Regions from separate parts of the Anas platyrhynchos genome. Here region 1 is linked to region 2. A link is a contact called in public Hi-C data. All regions are on one chromosome and are shown on one strand. The core of a region is the stretch at or near the end of the contact, and the rest is flanking DNA. Distances in the headings are between cores, read along the strand shown. Region 1 overlaps PPP3CA (protein phosphatase 3 catalytic subunit alpha). Region 2 holds the start of PPP3CA (protein phosphatase 3 catalytic subunit alpha).

The links. A called contact is a pair of places that touch in the nucleus more often than the background predicts.
Region 1: a contact with region 2 is called in a Hi-C map of subcutaneous adipose tissue, with 3 times the contacts expected there. The contact joins the enhancer-like site here to the promoter of PPP3CA in region 2. A contact is called at or near these places in 4 of 8 Hi-C or Micro-C datasets (liver, skeletal muscle and subcutaneous adipose tissue).

Annotation. Positions count from the first base shown.
Region 1 is chr4:10,316,829-10,321,981 of IASCAAS_PekinDuck_T2T, reverse strand. All of the region lies in intron 2 of PPP3CA (protein phosphatase 3 catalytic subunit alpha), which reads right to left. Among named protein-coding and RNA genes, the nearest start is that of PPP3CA, 37 kb to the right of the region's middle. Within about 2 kb of position 2,286, at least 1 of the 8 cell types and tissues checked has an H3K27ac peak or open chromatin away from gene starts, as enhancers often do. A contact at or near this core is called in subcutaneous adipose tissue, where this site is marked.
Region 2 is chr4:10,279,427-10,284,174 of IASCAAS_PekinDuck_T2T, reverse strand. PPP3CA (protein phosphatase 3 catalytic subunit alpha) reads right to left here and starts at 1,902. Exons shown (of 16, transcript XM_072036986.1): 1 at 1,448-1,902.

The DNA of each region.
Region 1 (5,153 bases), core at 1,037-3,536, 37 kb before region 2:
CTAAGGCAGGAAAATGCAAATAAAAAGCATCCCTGGGCTAGGAAAGCAAGAGAAAAAGCAAAACAAAGCCAGACCCATGAAATACGGACAAGGCTCCCTATAGCCTCCCAGCTACTACAGTCTGCATCCATCAAATAAACCATAATTAGTACCATATTCCACTATGACAGGCTATAGTGACTGTACTCATCTTTTAGCATCTTTTATTTAACTTTTCCTGATCAATCTAAAGGTTTTGTTGTCCTATCAGTCCCTTTTAAGCATTTATGATTTTTTTTCCTGATGTTTAAAGTGATGATCATCAGCAAGCACAAGGCATACCTAAATATATTCAGCTACATCTACTGCAAAAATTTCAGTAGACAAAACAGCTTCAAGGAAACGGAGTGAGCTGCAGGAGGAGCTGCAGGAGACTCTCTTAAATAGAGTCTAAAAATATTATCAACAGACTCGGCAAATTCCAAGCAGACAGCACAAAAGCCAAACTCAGTTTATACCTGTAGATTTTCAAAGGCAGTAGTGTGAAAGACATCCCTTCAGGTCTTGACCACTATCAAGAAATTGAAAAGGTGGGAGACTAACAAAGGCCTACAAGCAATTTTTACTTTCACTCACATGGCTTACCAAACAAAATTGAGGATTTAACCCCGTCTTACAAGGAAGCAGTGCTCACAGGTTGGGTGCCAGTGCGGGCACTTCCATGGTACACCACAGAAAAGCCTGATCTATGTAAAGGCACCTGCCTTAGGACTCCAGTTCTGAAGATTTTTAAAGGACTCCACATGTATTGTCAAGCCAAAAAAGAAATAAATCCCTTTTTCCAGAGTATGTTTTATTTATTTTAACATTACCAACATGCAAGCCTGCTCCCCACCCCTCTCTCACTCAAAGAAAATATATATATAAATCTGAAACAAAACTGCTCATATACATCCTCACTGGTAGCTTAACCTTTCTCCAGAGGCTGGTGGTAAAGTGTCTACCTTATCCCTCCTCTCCTTAAGGAGGGATATGTGTCTCCATGTGTCTAGGAAGGTCTAGGAAGACCTAGGAAGGTCTGTACACGAGTATTCAGCTCTTCTTTGTGATATTACAATGCATTTTAACCTTTCACAATTTGAAATAATGAAATTCAGATTTTACATTATGCAAAGCAACAGAACCTGCCTATGATATCATCAGTATACAAACTTTCTTCACCTTTTTTTTTTTTTTTTTTTAAGTTTGTAACAGTATTAAAAAGTGTAAATAATAATGGGAGACTGATCATCCTTCCGTAGCCTTAGAGAGACTTTTACTGACTGTACATCAATAGTATGAATAGTAAGAAACGTCCTTTTCAGTTTTCAGACCACAAGCACACTGCTAAGCACCCTTTTCTTTTAAATCACCTTTAGTCTTTTATTTCATACAATCTGCTCAATGGTTTCAAGTCTGTGAAAACACTCTAGCTTGTTGGCATTACCTTTCTACAACAGGTCATGACTGCTGTTACAGTCTTAAAATGCAACTCCCCTGTGCAGAGTCCAGGCGTCTTTCCACCTCTCCAGGTGGCTTTCAGAGGTTAACAACTACGATTCTGTCTAATTCCAGTTCTGGACTCGGCAATTTGTTGCAAGTTGAAATCTAACTTTCTAGATTTGCTGTTCTCCACCACTGTATCTGAGAAGACAAAGCAAGAGACAAGAGGACTGATGCCAGCTAAAGAAGAAATTATGCAGGCTCTCTTCTTTCTCCTAACACTTTAAGAAAATCTAGAAGTTGATTTTTGAACACAAAAGATGTATGTGCTTGCAAAAAGACTGCTCGGTAGGTGAGATCAGGAAGGAGCACTTAGTGGAGATTTGATTCAGCAGCCCCGTTGTGTTCAATTACTGCCATATTTGTCCACGGAGCCCAGTCTCAGAATGACTGTGCTCTGGGTACACGCTGCAAGTCAAGGAGCTCGACTGAGGGCTGACTGCACTGACAGTTTAACATCACCAGCACGAGTAAGACATGGAACAAAATGCATTTCCTAGGCTGAGAATCATCTCTCTCAAAACCTAGTTACAGAGCGTAATCACATACACAAGTATTTAAATGGGATACCCCCTTCGAGCTGCAAGCAGGTGCACCTTGCCAACAGGTAGCTTTGCTTCCTTCTTCTCAAACACCCAACCTCTTCATGCAGCTTTAGCCCATGCCAAGCAGATGATGCCTGCAGCTGGGTGCCCCATGGCCCTGGGTTCCCTCCGAGATGCAGGCAGAGCACCTTGTCCTGGTGTGCTGTTATGGCAGGCATCACTGGGTGGCACTGTTAGACAATCTTCGCTTCCTTTGCAGGGGAAGCAATACGCTCTCTCTCCCCCCACAACCACAGATTTTTAACTGCTGGGAGTTCAGCTGTGCAGCTTTTCAAGGATGCTGTTGCAAGCAGCAGCAGCAGCACTGCTCTCCGACAGCCTCTCTCTCACTGCAGCACACGCTGAAATAGCACCTCTTCCTCAGAAGATGTGAAACCATGCACTTACCAAAAATTTCTTTGAGTACCGTAGGTGTACAGCACTAAATTTACAAGTCCTCAAATACAAAATAGTCACCCCGAAATTCCAACATCGCTCCGTGATTTTTTTCTGTCAATACAGCAGCTGCCCAGACCATCCTAAAAATCTGCCATCTGAAGGACCACACGCATTATCAGTGTTACACGGGCACTCCCAACTTTGCCCTGTCTGCACTGAAAAGTCCATTTTGCCCAGCTAAATAGAGAGAAAACACTCATTATGTATTGTTGTGCTCATTAAGACATGTCAACTGCTAATTACTGAACTTGGCCAGATACCATACAAAGCAAAGCTCATTATAGAATAAAAACAAACTACCTAAATACAGATACATGAGTAGCAATTATATAGAATAATATTCTTCACAAATTAGTACATGCTCAAAAATCCTAGTAATATACATATTGAAGAAGACCACTCCTGATTAGCCCACACATTTGGTCAATAATTACCCCAAGTTTCATGTAGATTCTTTACCTTCCAGCAAGAACAGCAAAGTTATGTAATATTACAGGATAAATACAGAAAATTAGAAGCCAGTGCTAAGATAACAACCTCAGAACTTCAAATACAGCTATTATGTGACTAAAAGCAGATTTGACTCATGGCAAAAAAAAAAAAAAATCCAACTCTACAAAGATGTGTGAGGGTCAGAAGTCAGCTGCTGTATTTCATTATTGCAAACAGTATAAACAGTATAACACATTTAAGAATAATGTTCAAAAGCTTATGTAGTGCCATTAACTGTTTGTATCCACCACGTTATACAATTCTGTAAGCATAATCAACAGCTCTGCTGAAATAGCATCCCTTCCTTTTCAAAGAAAGAGGATAGAGAAGAGGTTGAAAAATGACGTCAAAATATAACACTTTAACCAATTACAGGTTTTCAGTGCTGTGCTATGCAGAAAGAATTTGGAGTAGTCACAAACACTAAATTTGGAGCCATAGAGACCTCATGACACAATACCTCTGTGGAGATGGAAATGAGAGTTGCAAACGATGTGGATGCAGCAGGCTGGGTCACCCAAGGATTCCCCCCCACCTCCCACAAAAAGACACATTAGATATCATGCATGGCATCCGACTTCCACAGAAGGAAATGGCAGCTCCTGAGTGACTGAAGGAGATACTCTATTAGGACTTTGTTCTCAGCCTCTTGAACTTCACAGGCTCAATTACTTTCTATTCCTGAATTTTGCTCTTGGGGTTGAGACAAGCCAGAGCTGCTTGGAAGAGAAGTCTAAATGCAACCACTGCCTGCCTGCCTTGAACTCATCTTGGCAGAGCATCTCCCCTCACACCTACCACCATGCCCCAGGCTCCTGGCAGGAGAAGAGCTGAAGGCCATGGGGTGTGGGCCTGTTGGGAATTATCATGAACAAACCGACTTTGGAGAAGCCAGGTTGTATGGAAAGGACAACTCCAAGAAGGAAATCCAAAGCCCACTGACATAGGCTTTCCAAAAATATTCACGATCTGTTAAAGCATCAGCTTTCTGATGCTGCAAATCAACCTCTACCACAGCCTCGTCCACACTGCATTGGGCACTTGGGCGTCTCAGCGTTCAGGAGGCCGAACGCGCTTAGCGGAGTCATGGCAACCTGAGGAGCCAGAGGGCTGCCAGCCTTAACTTAACCCAAACCGGTCGTTCTCTGTTCATTTCCATGCTGTCACAGCCTGGCAGCTAACCAGAAAAGCCAACCAAAGCCAAGGAAGCAGGACTACCGAACAAGCACAACATCTGAGCTGCTGCCCGCAACGTACTGCTCGGCCACAGAGCATGATCCTGAAGGCCTGGCACCATGCAGAAGCTTGTTTTTTCTTCGCTCTGTCAGTTTGTGTGTAAGAGTTTGTATTTTGCTTCAATTAAAATAAATAAATAAATAATAAATCTCAATGGTTAAGTGAGCTGAGGGTTATCTGTTTTATCCTGTTCTCCCCATCATCACACGCACACAAAAGAGCAGAGCAGAGTTGGAGGGGGGGGAGCAGCAAACCCAAAAAAAATCCCACACCATTCTGGGAAAAAAAAAAAAAAGTCCTCCTATTAGCCATCTCCAAACTTGGGATCTGCCCTCTGAACAGAAACGAATGCCATATCAGGACTGAACTGTGAGGAGTCCCAGCCCAGCAGCTTGCACTTGGACACCAACACGAGCTGCTTTACCCTCACTGCACAACGCCCTCATTAACATCAAGTCAGTACTGTGAAAAGCAGCCTTTATAGGGTGCTGAAAGTATTTTTCATTTTCTAATTGACAAGCGCATTTCTCTTCTGCCTTACACTCATGTTGGTCAAACCCACAAGAACTTGACTCAACCAAATTGCCATCGAGGACTACGGGGCCCCTAACGGGATCTGCTCATGAAGTGAAGATTTCAGATCTATTAACATACATCCACTGAGGTCTGATTTTAAATTACAGACACAGAGAGAGGGACCACACAGACTGATATCTTGGTTTTACCTAAAAGTAACAGGTTCCCTCTCAAGGCACAGCTAGAGAGCGCTGGCACCAGTGCCAACAAAAGCTGTGCTCTGGGCAGTTTCAGTCTGATCCCTCTTGGCTTCTTTACCTCTTCTCGCAGAAATAGGATAAAAGC
Region 2 (4,748 bases), core at 653-3,152:
CCTCTAGAAAGCACAAGTGACATCCCATGGAAAAGAAGCAAGGCAACCTTTTCCTACCCCCATTATCACCACCAATTATTTTCTTGCTAGATTTCCTTACAGTCTATATGAAGGCAGTGTGGAGTGCCTATGATACAGCAAAGAATAATCCTACTAAGAAAGCAGTTTACTGTGTGCTACCCCCTTCAGGTACTATTTTAAGACCTTGAAAAGAACTCACTGTTTAATAAAATAAAAAAAAAATGAACCGGTTAAACAAATCTTCATGTGACACAGTGACACCAGACAGCCACCAGCAGAGATGAGAGACACCCCAGCAGCATTTCGGTTTCGTTCAGTACTTTCTCAGTTTACCAAAGTCGATTTCTAATTGCACGATAAAATTATTTCTGCAATACCGCTGAGTTTTCTAAGAAAACGGTGCTTTGAGATATCACAAACATTTAAAAAATTTATATATGTAAAAAAAATAATGCAAAAAGAGTGGTTGCTGACAAAAGCCATTAGGATGCAAAGCACTGGGGGGGCTGTCAATATGGAGATGGCAGTTCCAATTCTGCAGCAATTCTTACTCATGCTGAACACCTACTTCAGTCAAAGGAAGTTCTGTCACACACGAGATCAGGACGTTTGGTCATGTGTCAGGAACAAGGCAGATTTTTAAACAAGTGCAAAAAAAAATAATAAAAAAAAAAAAAGGGGGCAGCCACCCCATAACGGCGACGAAGCCTTCCCAATAGGGTTTGCTGTACCTAGAGAGGGGATGCATCAGCTAAACCGAGCTGCTTCAGGTCTCTGAAGCCTGCTGCTGGCGTGATAGAGCTGCTTGTTGGAAATATGCTACATTTTTACAGGATGTATCTCGGTGAGGAGATACATTTCCAAGCCACGTTAAAAAAATAAAATAAAAAAACGTGTCATGGCTGCAATTGCATTTCTCGCATCTGCGGTTCCATTTGGAGGAAAAAAGGGTACAAAAAATAATAATAATAAAAGGGGGGTGAAAGGCAATAGCAAGCGTGAATAAACAACATGCTGAATGCCATTTACACGGAAGGTTTGGCTCGGGGAGGCAGGGGGGGGGCCGGGGCCGCCTTCCCCTGCAGCCCCACGGGCCGGGGGCTGCCAGCACAGCCCCTGCTGGGGGACAGCCTCGTCGGGGAGCCCTCGGGGGCCGAACCGGGAGGAGGAGGAGGAGGAGGAGGAGGAGGAAGGGGGATGCCCGGCGGAGCTCCCCCTCGCTCTGCAGCCAGCCCTGCGCAGCCTGGGCGCGGAGAGGGGGGGGGGCGGCGCTGCAGCGGGGGGACCCCCCCGGCCCCAAGCGTTGTGCCGAGCCCCCTCCCCCGACCCTAAACCCCCTTTATACCCCACACACACACCTCCCACACCCCGAGCCCCCCCCACCCCCGAGCGGCGGGGAGGGCGATGCCCCGGCGGCGGCACCCACCTTTCACCACCCTGTCCGTCGTCGACAGCTTGGGGTCGGTGGCCTTGTGCTCCGACATGTCGGCCGGGCGGCGGCCGCCGCTGCGGGCAGGGCTGGGGCTCCGGCTCCTCCGAGGTGGCCCCAAGTTGCCGCGTCCCGCTGGGTCGGCGCTGCCTTCCTCCTCCCCCCTCCTCCTCCTCCTCCTCCTCCTCCTTCTCCTCCTCCTCCTCCTCGGAGCTCCGGTGGTGGCGGCGGCTTCTCCCCCGCTCCCCGCTGCTGGAGGCGGCCGCCGGCTTCTCCCCCCCCGCGGAGCACCAGCCGAGGGTCAGCAGGCAGCAGCAGCAGCAGCAGCAGGCACAGCCCCGAGCCGGCAGCGGCGGCCAGGTTGCAAACGCAGCAGCCCTGCGCTTCGCTTCCTTCCTCCGCGGCGCAGCTCCTCCTCCTCCTCCTCCTCCTCCTCCTCCTCCTCCTCCTCCTCCTCCTCCTTAAGGTCAGGCTCCGTCTCCCCTCCCTCCCCCCTTACCCTCCCCGCTGAGCTCTCCGCGCTCAGCCCCTGCTCGCCCCGCTCAGCTCCGCTCCGCTCCCACCGCTCCGTCCCCGGCCCCAGCCCCAGCCCCGTCCCCGTCCCCGTCCCCGCTGCCGGCTCCGCGCCGCCCTCCCGGCCCCGCTCCCCCCCGCGCCGCCATTGGCCGCGCCCCGCCTCCCGCCCACCGCGGGGCCGCCCAGGTGCGCCCCGGCCGCCTCAGGGCCCTGCCGCAGCGCCCCCCCCCCCAAAAAGAAAAGAGGCTTCGTGCCCCCCTCTTGGCACCCCCACAGCCCCGCGGTGGGGCTCGTCGGTGTGTGTCTGAGGAGAATCTGCTCGGCTGTGGGGCTGAGCGGTGTTCTGGTTTTATTTTTTGTTAATTAAAGAGGAGAAATGAGGCGCGCCCCCTCGGGGTGAGGGGTGTTGAGGGAGCTCTTGTGGTGTGGCTCCTGTGTAGGGCAGCCAAGAAGCTGGAGACACCTTGCCCGGCTCCAGGGTGCCATCCAAGCTGCTTGGTTGGCAGATGTTGCTGCTTCAGGAAGCCACAAGGAAAACAAGGTGGCGGTCAGGACGCGTATTCCCAGCTTTGATTCGCCTGGCATTTCTAGGGGGTGTTTGCTTGGCCATCCGTGTGGTGTTTTCCCTGAAAACATCCTACGTGACCGGCCTTCGGTACCACGCCATGAGTCTTACTCCAAAAGCTGTGGTGAGCTCCTGGTGGTGCCACCACCCTTTGGTCCCATGAACATAAGAGCAAGGCACCCACCTGCCATCCCTCTCACAGCACCAACACAACACTCAAAAACAAACCCAGTGCTCAAGCAAGGTACTTCCTACCCACCCAAATAAACCCCAGAGCCCACATCAGGTACGTATAAAGCTCCCCATACGCTAAGCACGCTTCATGAAGCACCAAGAGCACAGAAGAGCCCGGGCAGAAATGCCCCACGCCTTCACCCTGGCTGCTGGGAGGCACTGCTTAGCGGCACCTGGACGCAGGAGGAGAAGCAGCGCGTCAGGAATGCAGCACGGCCAGTAAATTCAGGTCTTGCATACGCCTCGTGGGCCACAACTTCATGAGACGCAGAGGACCAGTTTGGATCCGTTCTTCTGTGACTGCAGGCTGTTTGCATGAGTCATTTGGATTCTTGATAGACTGCAATAACAGAGACTCTGGGTCTCCAGCTTACACTTGCTCCCCCATTAGTCACAGGACAAGACTTCAGCTCTGATTTTTTTTTTCAACAAGTAATTGTGGCTATTGTTGCAGCTATATAAGGACATTTAGTGTCCCAACTCCAGCACCTTCCTAGGAATTCTGAAGGCCATCTAGGACTTCTTTTAGCATTTTTGCTTTGCTTCAAAGTTCTTAGTTATAATATGCCATCCAGGCCAGGGGAGGTTCTCTCATTTTATCTTGTGGAGGGAGTGTCTTGTTCATGCATTTGTTGCAGTTAGTCTTCCTTTCCAAGGTAGAATCCCCATTGCAATTATTTTCTTCATAACAAGTTTTCAGATAAGTTTACGTAAGACAAAGATGAGTACCACTACCAAAGACCACATATAATACCTCTGCAATATACAGCACAGTCAAGACTCAGATCACAGGTAAAAGACCTCATCACCACTTTGTCTTGGTCTGGTGCAGTCTTAACCTCATGACTTCTTTCAGGAGCATTTGTAAATTCTTTATCCTTGCCATGAGGGAAGGAAAAAGAGAGAGAAAAATCACAGAACACCTTCTTTGTTCTCTTGTGATGGTAACAGAGTTGAAAAATTCTGTATTTCGGATCCATGTTAGTAGTAAAGGTTGTGTAACTTCCTTAGTACTTAAATGTTTCTTTTTCCCCCAATCTGCACAGCTTCTTCCTTCATTTTTTTCTTGCAAAGACCTCCTTTACCATAGAGGGATTTCTTTTTCATGGGATCTGAGTTCTATTGGACTCCTTTATTTCATTTAACAGGAGGAGAACATGGAGATACCTCTCTGAATGGGAACAACACGGTCCGTGGGTTTCTGGGCAAATTCTAACACATTTGACTTCTCGCATCAGGAAACCTGAGTAGCATTGTTAGTCATATCATCCCCCAGCAGAATGGAAGCCCAGCATTATAAAGTGGAAGCTCTGATCTTCTGATTGCAGGTTTTGGAGACAAGGTCTGCGAGAGCTGGGGGTGGGGCAGAGAAGGGGAAGAGGGATTTTTTTCAAGTCTGAAATAAGCCAGTCCCTACCTCTTTGCCTCATATGAGCAATTCTTTTCCATTTTAGCAGAGAGGTGACAATTCTTTTAAGCACACAGTAGCTCCAGAAAGCAGCAGCACCCACCTGAAGCGGAAGGAGGAATAAATGACCACGCAATGAGAAGGCAGTCATTTTAGGTCAAATGTTGCATGGTGATGTACGGGCTAACAAACTCCAAACCTTGTCATGTGTCCCATGAAAAATCAGTGGTGGAGTTGCCTGGACTTTATTTCAGCAGCAAGCTGAAGATTATTCTCTAGAAATGTAACCATATGTTTGCACACTGACTCAACCAATTAAGATCCTGTTTAAAAGTATTGATTGTAAGAGATAGCATTTTAAATTTTAATCATTATTATTAGAGAAAAACTGTTCTAACTGCAGGGAGTCTGTCCTTCACGCATTAGCTTTAGCCCCTGGAAGTTCTGGCTTCACATATGATAAATGTAACTTGGGCAGTATCTTGGAAGTAAAGGGAACTGCGAGAGTGTGCCTGAATATTATGATGGCTGCATGGAAAATATGTGCAGCGAGGTTAGTCTGGACATCAGTGTTG